Linked DNA regions of Mus musculus: regions 2 and 3 are each linked to region 1. Evidence: chromatin contacts called from public Micro-C data. All regions are on one chromosome and are shown on one strand. Each heading gives the region's core, a stretch centred on a gene start, on an enhancer-like site or on the middle of the called end of the contact. The rest is flanking DNA. Distances are from core to core; before and after follow the strand shown. Region 1 holds the start of Nkx6-2 (NK6 homeobox 2). Region 2 holds the start of Hmx3 (H6 homeobox 3). Region 3 holds the start of Nkx1-2 (NK1 homeobox 2).

What was found. Hi-C and Micro-C count contacts between places; a contact is called where the count stands out from the background.
Region 2: a contact with region 1 is called in a Micro-C map of embryonic stem cells, with 15 times the contacts expected there. The contact joins the promoter of Hmx3 here to the promoter of Nkx6-2 in region 1. A contact is called at or near these places in 2 of 39 promoter capture datasets (cranial neural crest and maxillary cranial neural crest) and 4 of 484 Hi-C or Micro-C datasets (B cells and embryonic stem cells).
Region 3: a contact with region 1 is called in a Micro-C map of embryonic stem cells, with 7 times the contacts expected there. The contact joins the promoter of Nkx1-2 here to the promoter of Nkx6-2 in region 1. A contact is called at or near these places in 1 of 39 promoter capture datasets (cranial neural crest) and 1 of 484 Hi-C or Micro-C datasets (embryonic stem cells).

Annotation. Positions count from the first base shown.
Region 1 is chr7:139,579,698-139,584,764 of GRCm38.p6, reverse strand. It overlaps Nkx6-2 (NK6 homeobox 2), which reads left to right and starts at 1,968. Exons shown (of 3, transcript NM_183248.3): 1 at 1,968-2,631; 2 at 2,712-2,884; 3 at 3,077-3,545. The coding sequence starts at 2,226. The coding sequence ends at 3,331. It overlaps Gm33031 (a long non-coding RNA gene), which reads right to left and starts at 1,969. Exons shown (of 7, transcript XR_003946896.1): 1 at 1-1,969.
Region 2 is chr7:131,540,819-131,545,885 of GRCm38.p6, reverse strand. It overlaps Hmx3 (H6 homeobox 3), which reads right to left and starts at 2,923. Exons shown (of 2, transcript NM_008257.3): 1 at 2,524-2,923; 2 at 950-1,921. The coding sequence starts at 2,923. The coding sequence ends at 1,251.
Region 3 is chr7:132,596,868-132,601,934 of GRCm38.p6, reverse strand. It overlaps Nkx1-2 (NK1 homeobox 2), which reads left to right and starts at 2,298. Exons shown (of 2, transcript NM_009123.2): 1 at 2,298-2,622; 2 at 4,119-5,067. The coding sequence starts at 2,409. The coding sequence ends at 4,822.

The DNA.
Region 1 (5,067 bases), core at 719-3,218:
CGGCTTGGCACGGTGAGGTGGGAGGTTTCAGGACTTCCCACTCTGCCCGCCTCGTATTTTCCCGCCCCACCCCCATGCTGCTCAGAGCTCTGGGTCCCTCTTCTCTAGAGCTGGCGCCCCTGGCCTCCAGCATGGTCTCCCGCGAGCCCAGAAAAGTCCGTACTCTACCAGGGACTGTACTCCCGATGCTCAGATCCTCGGAGTATACGCGGTCGTAATCGAAGTGGAGCGAAAGCGAGGCCAGGGGCTGGTCTAAGGGCTCGAGGGAAGCAGTCCAGAGATCCCAGGGTACCATCAGAAAGCCCAGACTTTCCAGCGGGCGGTGTGCTCGGTGCTGGAGGGAACTGAGCCTAGCCCCCGCTGCTGCTGCTCGCGCCCAAATGGATCCTGAGAGTGTAGACTCAGACTAGGAAGCCAGTAACTGAAACCTCTAGGCGCTAGGGGCCACTGCGTACGGGAGGATGGGTGAGGATCATACGTGCAAGGTCTTTCAGGTCCTGCAGAAGTCAGCGGGACCACAGCACTTATTTCCAGTTCCCGCCATAAAGTGGCTTTCCAAGCCTTGACCTGATGGAGACGCGTGGCGTAAAGACCCCACACTAACTGTTAAAAAACGAAACTGAACTTCTAAGAGGACCAGCAGCAGTGGACGTTAGGCCCCTACGTGAAGCCTTTAGGATCACTTTTGCCCGTAAGACAGAAACCTTGGAGACCAGGGCAAAAGGGGAAAGTCGTTATTAACAAACTGCACAGGGCCTCTGCTTAAATCGCCAGGACCGGAAACAGTAGATTCTATTTCCACAGGTTGTATCACAATCAGTACTAGGTATTATGAGGTTAACAGTAAGCACTGCTCAAGAGGAGGAAAGAAATAAGCGCCAGCGTGCTACCTTCTCGGATCCTGCTGTGCGCCGCCGCACTAGGTGGCTGCAACTTCAGTTAACTGCCCAACAATTTTATGGAGTGAGAGGCCCCTGTACTAGAAAAGAAATTAAGGCCTAGTGGGCTCTACAGGCCGGGTCTATAGCCAGTGCTCTGTCCGCTAGACTGCAAACGCATACCCAGCCGAAGTCAGTGAGTAAGGTGATCCTTTCGTCCTGGTTCTTGAATTCCAAAACCGCTGCATTCTGGCCCGAGGTCCAGCTTGCCAGAAAGCAATAAGCAGGAGAATTCTGGTCCTGGGCCTCAAAGTCTGGACACGGGTAACCTCCTAGGTGAGTGCCTAATAAGCATAAAAGTTCAAGGGGGACGGCCTAGCCTCTCCCAGATACCCCAACCCAACTTCAAGGATTTCAGAACGGGAGGACAGCATAGGTTGTGTGTGTGTGTGTGTGTGTGGTAGTAAGGTCACCGGTTGCCTGGAGCCATCTAAAGTCAGTGAGTTCAGTTGGCAGAGTTTGGCAGATCTGAGGAAGCCAAATCTATCTGGTCCCTAGAGTCCACCCTTTTTCGTTCAAAATCCACCCAGAAAAGTTATACCCACAAGTTCACAACAGCCCACACCACCACGAGCTGGGAAGGAGAAGGAACCCCAGTACAGGGCTTGGGCCCTGATCCAAGATGGAGTGCCCTGACCTGTGGCGTCCAGCCGTCCCAGGCTCTTCCCTGAACTAAGCATACTGAGCTTGAGCTTTCGGAGTGGATCTTGAAATCTACATTCTTTCGGTCGATAAAATATGTTCTCGTATTTTTTCCTGATTTTCCCATTAAAACCTTTGCCTAACTAAACTCCCATCCAACGGGATTTATTTCATCTCTAGGGAGATAAATCAGGGGGCAAATTTACAGTCCCGGAGGCACCTGCCTCGCTAATGGGCCCTTCATGGAGTGCATGGCCGGCGGGGGCGCGCGCAGACGGGCCGGACGCTGGCCAATGGCCTGGTCGCCAGTGCCTTCAGCCAATCAGCGCGCGCGCCGCGCCCAGGCCCCGCGGTTATCAGTGCGTCCATCCCGCGCGGCGCCGCTCCGACCTGCCCCGGAGCCGCCACTGCCGCTCCCGCCGCCCTTAGTATCCCTGCCTTCTCTCTGACCGCCGCCCATTCAGCGCAACAGCCGTCGGTCCTCTCGCTTTCCCGTAGGGGCCGTCGGCGTTCGTTTGAAACGCGGTCCACCCGTCCCAGCGTAGCCGGCGCTCTTCGGCGCCGCGCGCAAACTTCCCGAGCCGGCGGGTGCGGGCGGTGGCAGCGGGGCCCGGATGGGCGCCCGGGTCGGAGGCGGCGGCGCCCATGGACGCTAACCGCCCGGGTGCGTTTGTGCTGAGCAGCGCGCCTTTAGCCGCGCTGCACAACATGGCTGAGATGAAGACGTCGCTGTTCCCCTACGCGCTGCAGGGCCCGGCGGGCTTCAAGACACCCGCCCTAGGCAGCCTTGGCGCGCAGTTGCCTCTAGGCACTCCGCACGGCATCAGCGACATCCTGGGACGGCCGGTGGGCGCAGCGGGTGGCGGCCTCCTAGGAAGTCTGCCCCGTCTCAACGGGCTCGCCTCGTCTGCAGGTGTCTACTTCGGGCCCGCAGCCGCCGTGGCTCGGGGCTACCCCAAGCCGCTGGCGGAACTGCCTGGGCGCCCGCCCATCTTCTGGCCTGGGGTGGTGCAGGGCTCTCCCTGGAGGGACCCGCGACTGGCCGGCTCCGGTAAGTGGCCCGCGCGGGATTCGGTAAGGAGAGGGGCTGGGCGCGGGCCTCGGACTGCGCTCACTGGCTCTTCTTCGCAGCCCAAGCCGGCGGGGTCCTGGATAAGGATGGCAAGAAGAAACACTCGCGGCCGACTTTCTCCGGCCAGCAGATCTTCGCGCTGGAGAAGACTTTCGAGCAGACCAAGTATTTGGCAGGCCCAGAGCGCGCGCGGCTTGCCTACTCTCTGGGCATGACCGAGAGCCAAGTGAAGGTGAGCTCGAAATGGGCCGGGGTCCAGCAGTATTGAGGCGGGGCCCGGAGTCCGCGTCCTGCGAACGGCCGGCGAGCGGCGGTTCGGCTGCGGCCGGACCGCGGAAAGCGCTGGCGCCAGGCGGGTCCGGAGTGCTGGTCGGGTGAGGCGAGCCTCGGTGCCCGTCTGATGATCCCTCCCCCAAACCCCCAGGTGTGGTTCCAGAATCGGCGGACCAAGTGGCGCAAGCGGCACGCGGCAGAGATGGCGTCGGCTAAAAAGAAGCAAGACTCGGATGCCGAGAAGCTGAAGGTGGGTGGCTCAGACGCGGAGGACGATGACGAATACAACCGGCCCCTGGACCCCAACTCCGATGACGAGAAGATCACGCGGCTTCTCAAAAAGCACAAACCCTCGAACTTGGCGCTCGTTAGCCCGTGTGGTGGCAGCGCGGGGGACGCCTTGTGAGGACGCGGCCAGGCCGGAGAACCCGAGAACCGGGACTCGCGGCATGCCCCGACGCCAGCCGCCCAGCCGCAGTGTGTATATATATTTTTACAGAATAAGTTATAAAGCGGACGTTGGCGCGGCCTTGGCGTGATGGCGGAGTACGGGGTTTGGGCCGATCACTTTGTATAATCAATAAATTATTTAACACGTCCTCGTCGGAGCCGTGGCTCCCAAGGCTGCACATCGTGTTTCTTCCATACGGAGCTGGCACCAGCGGGCGGGCAGGACCCTGCAGACCCACCTAGCCTGTTCTCTCTGTGGGCGCCAGAGACTGGCGCAGGGGGGCGCGACAGTGCTTGATGACGACCTGGGGCCCGTGTGCGCCTTTGGTTCAGAGGTTGAGTGCCTGGTGATGGTCCCAGAGCGCACGGTGATGGCAGCTTGCAGGAGCGCAGAGGTTGTGAGACTGAGCATGCCCCGGGTCGTGGGAAGGCAGCTTCAGCCGCCGGGGAAGGGAAGGACACCGCTGCGCAGTGCTTGGAGGAGCTGGGCCAGCAGGGAACTCAGCGGAAGAGACCCCAAAGCAGGTATGATTTCTATTTTCTGTGTAGATCGTTGTTGTTTTGTTTCGTTTTTAACACATTCGAAGGGAGACCCAAAGTTCTGCAAGGCTTGTCTCATTAAAAGCAGCTAGCACCTCACACTACACTGTTTTTCTTTTTAATGTATTTTCTTTTTCTCAACCTGGGGGAGCGTGCCCTGTTACTATGCGCCCATGTCCTGGTTCAGGCCAAACCAGCACTGTCCTATCCCTGTTATTTTGTAATAATTATCTGTTTAGCCAGAATTCTAAACATTTTGGATATAATTACTAAACTCCAGCTGGGGGTAATAAGGCCCGAGGCTCTGCACCCTCCCTGGCCTCTGGCTATCAGTCCTTGACTTTCATTAGTAGAAAGCCCGGTTTTAAGCAGGGCTGCAGACATCCTGTGAATCCTGCCCAGGCACCTCACAGTCTTCAGCCTGTGTCAGCAGCCCTGACACTCACCACTGGCCTCTCAGAAGGCTGACAGGAGGGCCCTCAGCCAGGATCTCTTCAACCTAAAGAGCTAAATCCATAGGTAAGACCAGTGGCTCATGCCCAGGCAGCTAAGAGCTTGGTGCCCTCTCCACCCTAGGACCTTTCAGGGCTATAATTCCCTGTAGCAAAGCCCCATCTTCGGCCCCATACAAGTCCATTCCACAGCTCCACCTTAATGTAGTGAATGTTAAGTGTTAAGTGTGCAATTTCCACATTAGCTAATCATGACAAAACTACTCTCTGTAAGGCATTAAAAAATATTCACTGGAACCATGAAAAGCCCAAGGCTTTGTTTTGCTGTTTTGGCTCCATCAGCAAAGTCAAAGCTTCTTTTGAATCACTGACTTTCTTTAAAAGGAAGCAAGAGTTTTTTCCCCGTCTTAAATGGGGCAATGTGTGGTTTCTGTGTGGTTTCTCAGCCAAAGTTCAGAGCAGAGAAATGTTGATAAAGGTTTTGAGCGAAGCCAAAGAAAAGCTTTTGTTTAATTCCCTCTAGTAGAGTGAGGGAATGGATGGCCTTTTCCACTACAGTAATAATAATAATAAAAAAGTCTAAGAGGTGATTTTTCTGAGGGCTTGGTGCCCTGTGGCGGATTGGAACTCTGAAATTCCCAGAATCAGAACGGGCCAGAGCAAACCCGCACAAAGGGGGCCACTCCTGGCACTTAGCATT
Region 2 (5,067 bases), core at 1,674-4,173, 8.0 Mb after region 1:
GAATGAAAACAACAGAACAACAGGTGTAGCCAACAGGGAACCAGAGCAAGGTGCCCGGTTGAGTTGGGAGGTTTTACAAGAAAACTGTACAGTTATCAAATAAGTTAAGATTCTCCTACGTTGATTGTCCTTCACTTAAAGCGCTCCACTCTGCCTAGCTCACTCCTCGCTACCTACCTTGCTTTCTTCCTTCCCCCTCTCCTGCTTAATCTTCCCTCTACATTAATGATTATGCTGCCGTGTGGTGGTCTTTATCCCAGCAGAGGAAGGGGCGGGGCTTGAGGGAAATTTTGTACAATATTGCACAGGCCAAAGCACAACGGTTGTTGTAAAGTAAAAACAAAAAAACAAAAAACCGGGAGAGGATAAAATGTATTTTTTTCTACAAAAAAGAAAGTGAGAGAGAGAGAGAGAGAGAGAGAGAGCGTGAGAGAGGAAACCAACTTCTGAAGCAGGCAAAGTAGTAATAGTGATATTACCACTAAATAAATTCGAGGAATAAGTAAGACCACTGCCACTCAGCCAGATATGAAGCTGTTACAGGTCTGGATTTGAGGCTTTTGTGTTTTCCCTTTAAACATTTTGTTTAGTGAATTCTTCAGTCCAAACGGAGATAAATGGAGTTGACTGCCACAGACAGACCAAGTGAGGATCTTACCAGAGGCCGCTCAGATTTTGGAAGGTGGGTGGTGGATAACTGATTGGGTGTGGGGAAAGAACCACACCCAGAAATCCAGAATTAATATGAATTCGATATGAATTCTCCCTCTCTCTCTCTCTCTCTCTCTCTCTCTCTCTCTCTCTCTCTCTCGGGATTTTGAAAATAGTTCCTCAGAAAAATGAATAAACTAAAAAAAAAAGTTGAATTTTTCGCTTATTTTCCTTCTGTAAAAATACACCCTCAGAGCCACAGAGCAATGGTAATTTAAGGGGAGATCTGAACTTTTTTTTTTTTTAAAGAACTTTCAATTGGAAGTTTTGACCTGGTAATTTTGTCGTTCCCCCCTGCCCCACCCCGTTTTCTCTCAATGGTAAGCAAAACCAAAAATAAGAGGAGAAGCGCCTCAAATTCATAGGAATTAATTGCACGAAAATGCATTGCAAATACTTACAAAATGCTATTGGGGGGTGGGAGGCAAGGCAGTGAGCCCAAGGTCGCTGGCCACAGCCCGGCACCCTCGGCCCGGCCCAGTCTCCTCCGGGGTCCCCAAAAGGTGGCCGGGTGCTCACTCCCTGTCCCCTGTCCCATCTCACACCGGCCTTAGTAGGGGCACGGACGAGACCACCGGGTGCGAGTAGTAGACTGGGTGCGGGAAGGTGAGCAGCGGCTGGCTGACTGGCACCGGTGCCCCCGCAGCCGCTGCCGCCCCCTCGGCCGCAGAGTTCTCGTGGTAGAGGATGGGCACGCGTACGATGCGCTGCGCAGCGGCGTGGCTCAGGTTGGCCGCCTCCAGCTCGGCCGCCAGCTGTCGCTTCCACTTGTTGCGGCGATTCTGGAACCAGATCTTGACCTGCGTCTCGGTGAGGTGAAGCGACGCGGCCAGGCCAGCGCGCTCCGAGCTGCTCAGGTAGCGTTTCATGTCGAATGTGGACTCGAGCTGGAAGACCTGGCTGCGCGAGAAGACGGTGCGCGTCTTCTTTTTGCGGCACGCCGGCTTCTTCTCGGGACTCTCGGCGCCCGCCTTCCAGTCCTCTGAGCCCGGTGTCGCCGTAGTCGCCCCTACGGTCGTCCCGGCCGCGCCAGGCACCGCCTCGCCTTCTTTTTTGCCTTCCTCCGAGTCGCTCTCTTCCAGAATGATCTCGTCCGGGCTCTTGGAGTCCAGCTCCTTGTGGTCGGGGTCAGCCTTGAGCAGAGGCTCCGGGGAGTCTCGATCGGTGCCGGACGCAGGGGAGGAGTCTCGCAGGAGGGCCTTTTCCGAGGCTGGGGAGACAGACAAACGGACGCACACACAAGCACAGCGACACAGCCTTGAGCGAGGCAGGGATCTGGGAGCACCAAGCGCAACCCACACGTTGGCCTCGGGCTACTGGCCCTGGGCCTCGGTTCTCCCGTGTCCCCGCTGGGCTGCAGTGGGGCAGAAAGATCTAAGATCTCTTCGCCTTTCTAGGACTGGCCAGGCAATGGTGGGATCAGGGCCGCTCCTTTTATCTCGCGTTTCCCACGCCAGGGGCCAGCGGGAAAATTCTCCACTGCTAAGGTTCAACCCTGCCTTCCAGGCCTCCCCCCCACCCCCCAAGGCCATCCCAAGCCACCCATTCCTGCTGGAGGACAATTTTTTTCCGGGAATCGCAGAGCCCGGGCCTCCAACTGCACTTCTTTTCTCAGCAAGTGGGATTGGTTTCCTTGGCCTCGTAGCCGAGCGGCGCAGGAAAGATGCTGGCTAGAGGCCGAAGGAAGTTAACCAAAACTCTGGTTGGCAGGTGTCGGGGCATCCCTAACTGCAGTGACACCATCTCTGAGAGGGAATGTGACCGGCCCACAGGGAAAGAGGGGAGAACGAAAGTTCAAAGAGAGGTCGGTACCTTCTGGTCGCGGGAGGTGACCGCCGGCGGGGGTCAGGGTGTAGGGGTACCACCAGGCCGGGGAGCGCTCCAGGTAGTGCGCGGGCAGGGCAAACCTCTGCGCTGGGATCTCAAAGCGGGGGAAAGCCAGGTCGCCCACCTGCGAGAGCGCGAAGCCCGCGGCGCCCTCCAGGGCACCTTTGGCTGCGGCGGCCGCAGCGGCGGCGGCGGCGGCAGCAGCCGAGGCCGGAGCAAAGAGCGTTCGTGGGGGCGGCTGAGGCTTCGGGGGCGGCCGGTGATGGTCTCCGTTGAGCAGGTTCCTGATGGAGAACGGGGATTCCTTGGGCGCGGGAGGTTGGGGCGGTGGCTGCGGGGGCGGCGCGCTGGCAGTGCCCGAGGCGTCCGGCCCGGGCTCCGGCATGGTCCCCAGTCCTCCGGGTCCCACGGAGGGCGGGAGCGGGACAGGCGGGCGGCGGGCGGCGGGGCGAGCAGGCTAGGGGCCGGAAATCAGACCATAAACGGAACTCAACTACGGGGCTCAAAGTCGGGGGCCGCCCCGGGCGCGAATCGAGCCGCGGGAGGGCGGGGTGGGGACCGGGCCGGGGCGGGCTCGCATGGGGGGAGGGGTCCAGAGGGGCGGGGAGCGGACCTGCCTCTGCGCCGAGGGAGCGAGGGGGCCGGTAGGAGCTGCGGCTCCCCGGGAGGAGGCTGCGAGAGCGGTCCCCGGCTTGGGGATGCGTCAATCCGGCGCCGGATGCTAATGATGAAATCAAAATGTCATCCAAGTTAAATGCGGGGAGTATACGGCGATTGGGCGCGTACAATGGCAAATGGGATTAGGCCGGCCAAGGCGCAGCCGAGCCCAGGCCCCGCAGCCGCCTCCTCTACCGCCCCCTCCTCGCCTTCCCTCGGATTTTGGCGCTTTGGCTTCGGGCTATGAGAGCCCGCCTGTTATTGGCTTTATATAGTCCAATTAGGCAGCAAATGAGGACAAACCTATTAGCACAAAAGGATATTGGCTCTCGCTAAAGAGGCACTCTGAGAGCTCCCACCAAGCGGGAGGCGCGCGAGGGACCTCAAGAAGGAGACGCCCCCGGCGGGCCGGAGCGCACGGACCTGCTCCAGTCTGGAGCAAGCACCTCCCTCTACCCCCTGCAGCTCGGCTGCGGGCTGGCTGCTGTCCGGTCTGCCTGAGGGGGAGGGGCAGAGCAGGCTGGCCTGGGTCACCTCCGGGTTATCCGCGCTAGCAGCGGCCGCTCTCCCACCCCTCCCGGCCTGGCAGAGGCCAGCTGCCCCACGCGGCTGGAAAGCCTTGGCCGTGCGGGTCCAGGAAGTAGGGCGCCTCCCCGGCCCCGAAAGAACTCAGTACTTTCTTTCCCCAAACCTGCTAATCAGGGTGCGGCCAAAAAGAGCTTCCCCGCTCTTCGTCTAGTCGAGAGTCTGCCGACTTAGGAATCCGCGTAGCCTTGGCCTTTGGTCCTGAAAATGGATGAGTGATTCTGAATCTTTCAGGAGTAGGAGTTGGGTATGCGACTCTGTGCACGCGCTTCCCCTGTGCAACTGTCGGGGTAGCGGTGTTTCCTCACTGACAACTGTACTCCGAAGGACACCGCTCTTTTCTTGGTGACTGTGTCCGCGGCTCAAAGATCAACTTTAAGCCTGCGATCTGAACACAGCACTTTCCCCCCAAAGGGTGGCATTTGGAACTGCCTAATGCTTTAATATAGGCGCCAAGAACCGAAGGCGCAGAAGAGTACCTTTCTCGTTTGTGACCCTGGCAACGACACCTGCAGCATGTCCCAAGGGCCTCCAAGTCCCTGGAGAATCTCGGCGGGCCTCTGAGGAATAGCTGGACTCATTCGACCTTAACAGCTCCCTGGGTCAAGCAGGAAGCCGGAGAGACAATCAGTTCAATTCTAGATTTCCATGGGGTCCTTTCCCCTGGTGATAGTTCCTTGGCCCGAGAAAGATGACAATTTGTTCTCAGCCTGGATGAAAATCCCTTCACACCTGAACTTCCTCCGCCTCAGCCCGTTCTTTATCTTTCGGTTGAGTCTTGCCTAATTCAAGCTCCTCTTGCTTACCTAGCGCAGCCTGGACAGTTTTGGGTCCCCAAATGAGAAGTAGGTTTATTTTATTTTTCAGACCTAAGGCACCAGAACCGCCTCTACCAAGTCTTGAAGGTCGTATTTAAAGTTTTGACATCCACCCTCGGTAACGAACCCTACTATTGCCTTGTAAGTAGCGCTTCTATAAATGGTTACTATTATTCCTTTGATTTCGTATAAGGCTTTACTGGAATGCACAGGGGCGCATCATCTAAAATCCGAGTTGGAGCCAATCACAGCTCCGAGGCTCAAGCAGGGTTGGTAATACGCTCAGATTTTATAGAGAAAAGGTGTCCAGAGAGGAGGCTGTACCTAAGACGCCCAAACAGTGTGGGACAAGCAGCGGCCACCCCCACCCACCCACCCAAAGCAGAAATCGTTCTTCTTGAATAGACGACATCGGTTCGGAGCTCACTGCTTGCGCACAGCAAACCTGGCGGCCCACTAGGCTGAGGAG
Region 3 (5,067 bases), core at 1,049-3,548, 7.0 Mb after region 1:
TGTTGAGAGAGAGACACATAGGTGTTTCTCCCATCTCAGAGTCCTGGAGGCTCATACTGCGGTGAACACACAAGAGAAATGGTGAGATGGTGAAGAGAGGAATTTAAAACCAGCCACACACAAGAAGGCCTGTCTACAGATCTGTAGGCTACAGTACGTGACCTCTCCTGCTTGTCCCTTTTCTGTGTTTAGCACCATAGACTTCAAAGGAAAGATAAATCCTAGGAGAGGAAACACTTTCTATAATGTAAACAACAACAACAAAAGATAACTGATCCCAGTTCTGTGTGATCGTGGCTGGGGAAGGGGTCTGTCCCTCTGCTTTGGGATGTGATGCCCCTAGAACACTTGCTAATCCCCAGTCCTAGGAAACGACTCAATGTGTCTTCCAGAGAAAAAGGTAAGGCAAGGAATCATGGAAAACCACAAACATTCTATGGATTCCCGAATGAGTGACCTTAGGCAGATCTTTCCCAGCTATCCTGAAAAACCTAATATATATGGAAAAAGGAAAAAAGGAATTGGGGTTAGTAGGGGATGAGAGACAAGGAAACCGAAGACTTATAAAAAATGTGGGAACTAGGTGAGAAACGGTTATCCAAACAGAAGACACAGTATGCGCATTACTGAAGAATCTCTGATTTGCACGCATTGTCCCTTGGCCTGACCTCTGGGTTGTCTTTTCCCTGAGTTTCACAAAGCGCGCATTCCCTTGGCAAGGGTGGGGGTCGGGGGTTGGGGGTTCTGGTGGGCTTGGTCTGGGCACTTCCTTCCCTTAGCTTTAAAAGCTCATTCCGTCTTTACTTTAGGTCTGGAGCTGGCTTGAATTTCGGCAAGGCTTTAAAGTCGGCAGGGAATATGGTGGCCACCCCTGGGAGGGGCTGAAAGGTTTGAATGAGAAAAGCTACAAGGAGCAAGCCCCCAAGGACACCTCTTTAATAACAGATTGGATGAGCAGCTCCCAGCACTTTAGTGAGGAGTCCCCTCCTCTTCCTACTTCTTACCTGCTTAGACAATATTAATTGTCAAGACATTGTCTGGGAACCACATGGGGCAAAGAAGAAAGAAGTGGCGGGGGGGGGGGGGGGTTCCAAGGCGGTTCTGTGCAGAGGGGCTAATGCTTCAGAATTTGTCGCTGAAATGAATGCCTTAAAAAAAAAAAAAGGAATATCACCGTGGGTGTGGCTATGCAGACTTTCCCTCACTGCTAATGCCGGCTGTCCTCCCTGGAGACTTGGGGGGCAGATGGGGCCATTTTAATCGGCTCTCATCTCTGGTCTTAAATTCAAACCACTAGGCATCTTTTAACCTTTTCCTTCTTCACGCTGGGAAAGGAACCCAGAGAGTCAATTTCTGATGTTAATGATAGAATCTGTGACTGAGAAGTCCTGACAGGCAATGAAAATGGTATCCGAGGAGGGATACTCACCTTTAGCCAAGCCACCTAGCCCTAAGCCTTCAGCTCTCTGGGCAGGCGTATTTCCATAGACCCCTTTTGACCAGGCCCTGCTGGTCTTCCGAGTGGAAAGAAAAAACTCCCCTCCAAGAAGGTTCCCCCCCCCCCCCCGCACACACACACATATCCTAAGCCATCAGGATGACCTGAAAAACCTTGGCCCAGTCCAGACTCTTGTCATCTGTAGCGCCACCGCTCATCTTTGAACCTCATTTTCCTTCTGTTTGAAACCACAGACTGTGGTTCCCAGGCCACACCCACCTCACAGGGGGGAATGCCTAGAAAATCAAAAGAGAGTGAGAAAGCCCCAGGGCTTTATAAACTGTAAATGCACAGAGGCTTTAAAATTTTTACGTAAATGTGCCCGAAGCCTTTACTGTGGTTCAGGGATGGGGCTTGAGATGCACCGTGCATCATGGCGAAGCAATCAGGTCTGGCCTCTGTGGCATCGCCAGGTCAAAGGAAGATGGCAAGTGCCCCAAGAGAAATAAGTAAACTTCAGTCAGGTGAATGTGTGTGCAGATGAGGTAGCGGAGATGGAATCCTCCCTCACGCCCTTCACGAGTCTCCGCAGCATGGAAAGATTTTCACACAGCATGCCACGGTGACCCGGCGAACCGGGAGCGCGCATTGGCGCGCGAGGGTCCCTCTAGTCAGCGCTCCCTCCCCCCTCCGGCTGCCCAGGATAGTCTCGTGGAGGCTGCAAGCGCTCACTGCACGTGGAAGGGGTCTGGCCAGCTCAAGTGCCAATCCTCAAGCAGCCCCCCCCCCCGCCCCCTTCCCCGCTTCTCTCCTCCCGCCCCGCCTCCTTGCCCCCCTCTACAGCTTCACTTGGCGGGGAAATTCCAGTTCGCGGCTGGAGAGCTGTGGCCAAACCACTGCAGAAGACAGCGGCTGAGCGCATCCAGCCCCGACCCCAGTACGGCTGGCCTCGGGCCCGCGGGAGGCGGGCATGTTGGCATGGCAGGACGTCGGGGCCAAGGCGGCCCCCTCTCACCACAAGATCTCCTTCTCTGTCTTGGACATCTTGGATCCGCAAAAATTCACGCGAGCTGCCCTCCCGCCGGTGCGTCTCGCTGCCCTGGAAGCCAAGAAAAGTTTAGAAGAGGTGGAAGCAGGGCAAGATGCTTGTTCGGGGAATCCAATCGGGTCACAGGAGACCCCTGGTAAGAATGTGAGGCGGTTTTAAGCCTAAGTGGTGTGTGTGTGTGTGTGTGTGTGTGTGTGTGTGTGTGTGTAGTAGTCAAGGTTTATTGGTAGCCTGGGAACTAGAAAAGGTGATCCCGCGCAGGTGCGAAGCGAGCCATCCCTACTTGGAAGAGGACAGAGGTAGGGACGTGGCTGAGATTGCCAGGACCAGTGTGTGCTTTTTTCCTGAACACCTGCTCAGTGAATGAGCGCCACAACTCTGACTGGCTCACATAAACTACAGCTCAGGCTCACTGATCTAATGGAAGTGTATTGTGCTCTCCACGTGCTAGAACCTGGGCGAGGAGCTTGGGATAAAGGTTATGAAAATACCTTCCAACTATGTAGTGTCATTAACACCACTCCCATTTTATGTATGGGGCAACCGAGGCTCGGGCCTTCCCCGGATTAGGTGCTTTTTTTTCAACCACTCGGAAACATCTTTAGAGCCCATGCTCTTTCCCGGACTCAACAGGGGACGCCCCCACCCCCAATAGCTTTTGGTGTTCTCTTCTAGACCTTTCCCCCTTATCCCTGAAGTTGGTGGACACAAAAGAAAGGGTTCCGGAAAGTTTGTGGCTGGAAGAACTTAAGATAGCAGGATTCATGCTTAGTGGGACATGAGCATGGGATTGATTATCTGGGGAGACGCTGAAGGTCTAGGGATTCAGGTCCCAGGGAGGGCTGTATATAGCACAGCCCCTCCTCCTCCTTCCTAAGTTTGGAGGTGATTGTCTGGGGCCCCCGGAAGCCTCTGGTGGCCTGGCTTGGGTCCCGGCCGCGGGCCTGGATTAATTGTTTGGATGGTCTCTCTGTGGGGCCGCGCTCCCCTCCCCCTAACTCCTTGATCGATATTCTATTACTGGCGCCTGCATATCTCCTGCCCGCAGCTTGCAGGTACTGACTTCAAACCCCCTTTCCCTGTCTGATCCTAATATTGTTCGATTAAAACTTACCTTTAATAGATGACATCTATCGATCAGGCCCCGGACAAATCTGAAACTCTATTAACACTACTGGAGAGAGAAGATGGGAAAGGGGGAATTTCTCTTTTTTGGGGGGATGGGGGTTTAATAACTTCTTTTTTAATTGCTAGGAGTTGCACAGCAACATAGGCTCCTAGGGACTAGAGAGATGCACTAGTAAACGCACTTGACATTCCCTATCATAATGCACAGCCGACTTTGCTCTTCCCGGTTTGATAAAGTCACTATACTTTCTTGAAACGGGGTGTCATCCAACATGTACTTCTTGTGTGCCTACTTACTGGCAGATTTGTAAAGGACACTGTACTCCCGAATCTGCTCTCTAGGGTATGTGGATTCAGAAACCAAGAGGGCAAAGTCGGGAGAGGGGAGGAACTGGGAGTTAGATCAAGGGCAAATCTGAGTGCTCTTGGGAGGACAAGAAGGTTTGGGAGTGCCATTGGGTAGAATTGTTATGGGCTTCTGGTCACCATCCCCTTCTCTTTTAGATGCGGTGGGCCGAGGCATTGACCCCGGGTCTCCGGTGGAGGGCTCCGAGGCAGAGGAGGAGGAGGAAGCTGAGGATGCGGGGCGCGCGCACCAGCCAGAGCGCTGGCAGGGGGTCCATGAGGGCTCACCAGAGGCCCGGGCAGTAGCGGTGGGAACGGAAGAGAGCGGCGCGGAAGGCCTCCCGGCGTCCCCGGGCTCTCCCGGTTCCCCGCGGCCCCGACGCCGGCGAGCCGAGTCCAGCTGCGCCAAGCCAAGGCGCGCGCGCACTGCCTTCACTTACGAGCAGCTGGTGGCCCTAGAGAACAAGTTTCGAGCCACGCGCTATCTGTCGGTGTGCGAACGCCTGAACCTGGCGCTGTCGCTCAGCCTCACGGAGACGCAGGTCAAAATTTGGTTCCAGAACCGCAGGACCAAGTGGAAGAAGCAGAACCCAGGGGCCGACGGCGCCGTGCAGGCGGGAGGCGGTGCGCCTCAGCCTGGGACACCGGGCGCGGTAGCGGGGGGCGGTGGCAGTGCCACTGGGAGTAGTCCTGGCCCTCCGGTTCCTGGCGCTCTGCCCTATCAGACTTTCCCCACCTATCCTGCCACCAACGTCCTCTTCCCTGCCGCCTCCTTCCCGCTGACGACCGCCGCCAACGGGAGTCCCTTCACTCCATTCCTTGGGCCCTCCTACTTGACCCCTTTCTATGCTCCACACCTATGAATCCGGTACTGCTGCTCAGTCAGAATTCACGAGTGATCAGTATGATGACGCGGGTCCCCGCTTCACAGAGGGGCACTGACCGCCCCCTCCTGGTGTGCCCCTTCCCTCCGACTGCTGGTGACGCCACCAGAGGGCGAGGAGAAGTCACCTGCAGACTACAACCACACAAGCCACTGAGGGGTCGAGGCGATGTCCGTCCAGACCAGGCTGTTTTAAACGTTTCCAGCTTCTGGACCTCATTCTTC